2 separate regions of the Sus scrofa genome follow, and region 2 is linked to region 1. The links are chromatin contacts, called in public HiChIP or PLAC-seq maps. All regions are on one chromosome and are shown on one strand. The core of a region is the stretch at or near the end of the contact, and the rest is flanking DNA. Distances in the headings are between cores, read along the strand shown. Region 1 overlaps MRPL13 (mitochondrial ribosomal protein L13). Region 2 holds the start of DSCC1 (sister chromatid cohesion protein DCC1).

The links. HiChIP or PLAC-seq counts read pairs in DNA pulled down with a chosen protein or histone mark.
Region 2: an H3K27ac HiChIP or PLAC-seq map of alveolar macrophages shows a contact between it and region 1. The contact joins the promoter of DSCC1 here to the enhancer-like site in region 1. A contact is called at or near these places in 2 of 5 promoter capture datasets (fetal skeletal muscle and liver), 20 of 47 Hi-C or Micro-C datasets (adipose tissue, alveolar macrophages, blood and 14 more) and 1 of 2 datasets of contacts at active chromatin or transcription factors (alveolar macrophages).

What each region holds. Positions count from the first base shown.
Region 1 is chr4:18,621,751-18,625,134 of Sscrofa11.1, forward strand. MRPL13 (mitochondrial ribosomal protein L13) reads left to right here. Exons shown (of 7, transcript NM_001243415.1): 3 at 760-853. Among named protein-coding and RNA genes, the nearest start is that of MRPL13, 15 kb to the left of the region's middle. Within about 2 kb of position 1,346, at least 2 of the 83 cell types and tissues checked have an H3K27ac peak or open chromatin away from gene starts, as enhancers often do. A contact at or near this core is called in alveolar macrophages, where this site is marked.
Region 2 is chr4:19,159,739-19,162,718 of Sscrofa11.1, forward strand. It overlaps DSCC1 (sister chromatid cohesion protein DCC1), which reads left to right and starts at 1,325. Exons shown (of 9, transcript XM_021090559.1): 1 at 1,325-1,761. The coding sequence starts at 1,583. It overlaps DEPTOR (DEP domain-containing mTOR-interacting protein), which reads right to left. Exons shown (of 12, transcript XM_021090558.1): 3 at 1,557-1,965.

The sequences.
Region 1 (3,384 bases), core at 96-2,595:
AATGTTTCTCATCTTTGTCATGTATGGTGACTCTTGAAAACTTACATGTTGACTTTTTAGGATTTTTATTGGATGAACAGCCAGACTTAGGGGTACTTTCCACTGGAAAACTAATCCAACATATATATTTTAATTTTCAGGTCATCTGTTGCATCAAATGTGTGTGTACTCATAGCTGAGAGAGGCAGTTTAAATGTAACTAGTTAAATGTGATTGGAGAAAACCTTGAGTTGGTAGTTAAGCATAAGATCATAGTACTCTGTCGTTCTCTGAATTTGAAAAGAAGAATAATCAATTGTGATATTTCAGCATTTGTTTTCATTTTTCGTATAGGTAAAATGTCTTTCTTCATCTATATGCATATTGTTTTCATTTTCTCTTGTTTTTAAGGGAAAATTTGTATTAGATATTTAGAGGTGGTGAAGTATAACTATTAATAGTACATTTTAATGATGTGTAATCATAAGTGGGCAGAGCTAATAGGAATAGCCATAGTTTGCTTTTAAAAGATGTATTGTTATTATTGGCATCTTATTAAATTCTCATTTACCTTGTAGAGTTGAGATTTTCCAAATGTCTAGCCAACTCTTTCTATACTTAGATGTTATGTAAAAGAGAAGCATGATTCGCTTTATATTTTTGAAGTGTTTTTTTTTTGTACTTTGATAAGTTTTATAAATAACCAAGCCCACATTTTCTTAAAGTCAAGTATTTTTCATATAAAATCTTTCTTTCTTTCTCTCTTGCTTTTAAATCTAGGTGACTGTGGAGATCATGTTGTCATAATGAACACAAGGCACATTGCATTTTCTGGAAACAAATGGGAACAAAAAGTATACTCCTCACATACTGGGTAAGATAATACTTTGACAGGGAAGATAGGTGGTTGAATGTATTACTTTAAGAATGTTATTGAGCTTATATAAAAGAAAAAGGCATTTTCAGAATTTAAGAAAACAGCAATTTTGCTCATTCTGCATACGTGACTTAATCAAAAACCCACAAAACACTAAATACTCGTGATTACCTGACATTATTTGTTTTTCCTGGAAGCTTTTCATAGAACCTCTCTGATCTAGATTTTTCTCATTTTTACCCAGTCTTCTCACTTCTTTCCTTCTTCTTCCTGTAATTCATCTTACTGCCATTTCCAGAACCATCTTGATCATCTGAAAGTACATGAGACGTTGAAAGAATAGTGAGCGAGATCCCAAGTTTGTACGATACCTAAAATCTCCACAATATACCTTGCAACTTACAGGTCTGCAGTCTTTGAATAATAGTGACCTCTTAGCTCATGAGGCAATTTCGACATGGTCTAAGTTTTAGAAAGATCCCTATGCTATTGAGTCATCATCTGTTTTTCTCTAGCTTTCATAATCGTCTGTCTGTTTTGTAGACTAAACATCTGTATAGGTCCTTCAAAGTTCTTTATATGGCTTCCCTTTATGTATCTCCATTATTTCTTGGTCCTTGTTTTCTGGGTGCAATCGTTGCTTGTCAGCATCTTTCTTAACTAAATATCTTAACTGAGTATCTTTCTTAACTAAATACAGTCACCAGGCAGTGTTCTGATGGTTTCCTGGTATAACATGACTCCTCCATCTTTCAGTTACGCAGTCTTCAATTGCAGTAGAAGTTTTCTTCGAGGCCCTATCCCTGTGGGCTATGTTGAGTTCACCGTTAGCTGAAACTCCTCTGAGTCTTTTTCAAACATGCTGCTGTTCAACCATGTGTCTTCCTTCCTGTATGTTTTAGTTGCATTGTAATCCAACTGCAGTACCTTAAGTTTACTCCATGTTAAATTTTATGTCCAGCCTTTTAAGATCTTTTGAGATCTTGATTGTCTCATATAATGTGTTAGTTAACCCCTCAGTTTCAGGTTGTGTACAGATTTAATTAAGCATACCTTCTTCAATATCATGCAAGATTATGTTTAGAAATATTAACCTTGCATTCTTGATCCAGATCATTTCTTTATTTCTAATGGTGCTTAAACAAGCAGATTTTGATGTTGCTGTTGTTTTCTTTTCATGGCTTGTTCAAGTAGATCTTAAATGCTTGGAATAACTCTTTTTGCTTCTGTTAACCAGTCTTTTCCCACTCCTCCGTTTAAACATTTTCATGAAGCCTTTGTTTAACATAACAAAAGTAAATTCACATCCATCTTTAGTAATTTTTACTATTGACAAATCTCTGTATATAAATCAAGTTCTATAAATTTTAGAGGTAATTGAGAAAGAAACATGAAAATTTTAGATAGTATGGTAAAAATATAAAGGGACTTGCTCTGGTTGCTGTGGAGGTGTGGGTGCGATCCCTGACCCAGCGCAGTGGGTTAAAGCATCTCGCGTTGCTGCAGCTGTGGCATAGGTCACAGCTGCAGCTCAGATTCAATCTCTCCCTGGCCCAGGAGCTTCCATATGCCATGGGTACGGCCATAGAAAGACAATAGCATAAAGTATAACATTCCAAAGCAGTAATACCAATAATCTCCAAAGCAGTAATACCTGTACCATTACTGCGATTGAAGGAAAATAAGAGCACAGCCAGAGGTGACCAGCTAGTGTATTGTACCCAGCAGCTGGTAATATCTCCCTCAGTAGAGTCTCTCACCTATGGAGGAAAATCCAAACATCTTTGCAGATTACTGGTACCCAATTAGCATACAGCCTCAGAATCTTCATTTGAGCCAACTTACTGCTCTTTCTTCCCTCTCTGTCTTTGCATGTGTTGTTCTCCTTGGCAGGAATGTTTTTAAGAACTCTATTTCTTTGTTAAAACCTGGATGCTTCCCTATTTATTCATCCCTGGTAGGGTTAATCACTTTTGTTTCTATGTTTCTGTTGATGCTTCTCTTACGCCTTGGACATACCATTTTTATTAGGCTTAGAACACTTTATTACAATTATATATTCAAAATTTAACTTTGTAGTCATATAAGTTTTAATATACTAATTTTGGAAAATATAGAAAAGGTTAAAAAAAGTAAAAATCATCTTTATTCCTATGAGTAAACATTTTAATATATATATATACAAGTTTATATCCTTTTCCACTTTATATAAAGCTCTTAGAAGCCTTTTTATAAATATTATTTTTAATCACTGTGTCATAGTGCACAATGTAATGTATCATACTTAATCATTGCTCTGTTTTTCCAATTTAAAATTTTGGCTTTTTATACAAAGCTGGAAAACATCTTGATCCAGTAAGTGTTTTCAGTATATAGGGTTATTTAAAATAAAACTTTAGAAATGTAATGAATTTCATGGTCAAAGGAATGATTATTTTTAGGTATTTCCAGCACCAGTTTACTATCTTAATACTAGTACAAAAGTCTTTTATTATAAAACTGTTCACAGTATTAAAATTAAAAATAAT
Region 2 (2,980 bases), core at 75-2,574, 540 kb after region 1:
TACCAAACTGGACTGAACAGATACAGAACATTTCCAACACTGGTGTTCCCGTCCTGGCGCAGAGGAAACGAATCTGACTAGGAACCATGAGGTTGTGGGTTCGATCCCTGGCATCGCTCAGTGGGTTAAGGATCTGGTGTTGCCACGAGCTGTGGTGTAGGTTGCAGAGGCGGCTCGGATCCCTTGTTGCTGTTGCTGTGGTGTCGGACGGCAGCTGTAGCTCCAATTAGACCTCCAGCCTGGGAACCTCCATATGCCACAGGTGTGGCCCTGAAAAGATGAAAAAGAAAAAAGAACATTTCCAGCATCTTAGAAAGTTCTATCAGACAGTGCTCATCAAGAGAATGAATAGGTACGAACTGGGCAAAGAAAGGAGAGAATGTGATAGGCAAACAGAGCCACAAGTGGCAGAAAGCAAAAATCTTGGAGGAGGCCCTTGTGTCTGATACTAGAAAGAAGGCTTGAAGAGGAAGAGGGGGAGACAGAATGGGATACAGACCTTCCACATCGCTAAAGAAAAAAATCCAACAAACACAAAGGCAGTGAAAGAAAATAAGAAGCAACAAAATACAAGAGTGTTCAATACACAAAAAATTTGGCAGAGAAGCAGTCAAATATATCAGATCTAAATCTGCATACTGTGTGCCTGAGCTTGTGTAGATCTGCTCCAGGAAAAATGATCTTGTCTTGATATACAAGTCACTTCAGAGCACTTTACACATCCTATAGTGTGAGTTTGTCTCCCCAGGAGGCAGCAGAGCCTTCCCAGCCCCAGGAAGCTACTTTCCTCTTGACAAGGGTCTCAGCCCCTCAGCTGCTACTCCCCACCGCCGGCCCCCGCCACAAGCTAGGTACTCAACGAATGGATGGATCTAGTCCAAGCCTTAGACTCCCACATATGATGGATGGTTCCCAGACTCAAAGAAGTAAGACGCTGTCTATTCCACAAGGTCCTCGTTTCCGGTCCAAGGTGTTTACACAAACCCGGCTGGAAGTTTTTAGAGACCTAATAGACCAGCCTGGAATCAGACTTTACTACCTCCTGGCTGTGCCGCCAGGGGCAAGGAGCTTGCTTCCTCATTTTGCAAAAAGGAATTTAAAAGCGTCCCCTTCACAGAGTTGTGGTGAAGGAGTCAGGAAATGGTGCACGCAAAATGCTTATCACAAGGCCGCCACCGGTGGAAGATGAGACAGTTTTAATGGCGTGGAGATGGAGATAATATTGGCGGGAAACAGGATGGGGAGGAGCGCAGCGGAAGGGGCGGGTGAGGGTTCCACGTGGAGCACCGCGGGGTCTACGCTCAGCTCTCGCCCGCTTCCGCCGAGGCCCCCGGCAGAAGCCGCCTTTCCTCCCAGCAACAGTCGATGCTCTGCCGATGGTGACCCGGTGTCGGAAGGCCCGAGTACCCTGAAGCTTTCGGACCTGCCGGGGGAACGCCCCCGCGGCGCGCCCCGCCCCGGAAACCCGCCCCCAGCTGCCTTGGCGCACTTTTAAAACAGACTCCATTCTACTTGTTTCTCTGGGTCAGAGTCCTGCGGGGTCTAGGTTCTCTTACCCTGAGCTGGCGGCCCCTGCACAACGATGAAGAGGACCCGCGACGAGGTGGACGCGACGCTGCAGATCGCCAAGGTGAACACGGCCGAGCTGCTGCCCACGGTGCACTGCTTGGGCTTCGGCCCTGGGGCCAGCGCCGCCGCCGGCGACTACTGCCTGCTCCAGCTGGAGCCTGCACTGTGCCAGCAGCTGGAGGCGGGACGCAGGTGAGCCGGATCCGGGTCTGCCGCGTATTCAGCCTGGTGCCAGCCACCTCATTTTCCTGCGGGGAAACTGGGCCGGAGAGATGCATTGATTTGACGGGGGCCTCACAGCAGGCCGGTGGCTTGATTCCCAGCTCGCCGCCTTTTCCCGAGGAGTCCAAGCACTGCGGGGATAAACAGGACTGCTTCAGCTGGTCTTGTTGGCCTCTGTCAGGGGAAACAAATCAGGAAGTAGAACCTCAGGGAAGATTTGGGGATGTTAACTGTGAGGCCAGGGACTCAAAGAACACCTTGCCATTCCACCTTAAAGTGCAGTGGTAGTATCTAATATTTATAGGGTTCTTCTTGCCTTCTACTTATATTTATTTTACTCAGAAAGTAGATACGACTGTGGGGGAATGAATTTAAAGCCATTTGTATAGCCTCGTAATTGTGGAAGGCCCTCAAGAAACAGACTTGCTGGGGGGCACTCAGTAGGAATGTGAAGCTGTTTCTAATTCTAGGCCAGCTACACAGTTGCGGCAAGACCTTGGGTTAAAAAACATAGAGGAGGAGTCCCTGTGCGGTCCCTGAAAATGAGGAGTTGTAGTCTCTGGTTTAATTCTCTTCTGCACTGTCTTTCCTCCAGCACCTGCATGTTATCAGGGAGTATGTTCTCTTGTAGGATCCTTTAAGTTGAATCCTTTAGGCTGTCTTTCAGTTTTCCCACTGTACCCATCTAACAGTATTATAGTTAACTGGCCAGTATTCAGATGCTAGCAGTAAAGTATCTTTGAGGGAACGGAAGGAGAACATCATTCAGCGGGGCTTTATTCCAGCTGAGTTGGCAGGGATTTGAGAAAGGACTTCGGGTGTGAGGACCTTCTTTGTCCAGCTGCAGTTAATCTGGCTGGCAGAAACTAGAAGGGTTTGAAAACGTGTGTTTTAAATTTTTTTTTTTTCCAGGGGAAAGGGGTAGTTGTTTTAAACAAAATATTTGAAAGTGGGGATAGTGTAATGTAGAAATAAATGTTAAGAGTAGGCACTTGGGACTATTAAACATTTTAGGACCAGGAAACTAAACAAGAGAGGAAATTAAATGAAAGCTTATTTCAAAAAAATACATATATTTACAGTCTCCTGTTTCAGGTTTTTAGCTTTTACTTAAATGAATTGGGCTAGGAGGATTAAATATTTTATGGACAAAGAGAACTGCTTGAATCAACTCCTTTTTCATTAATCT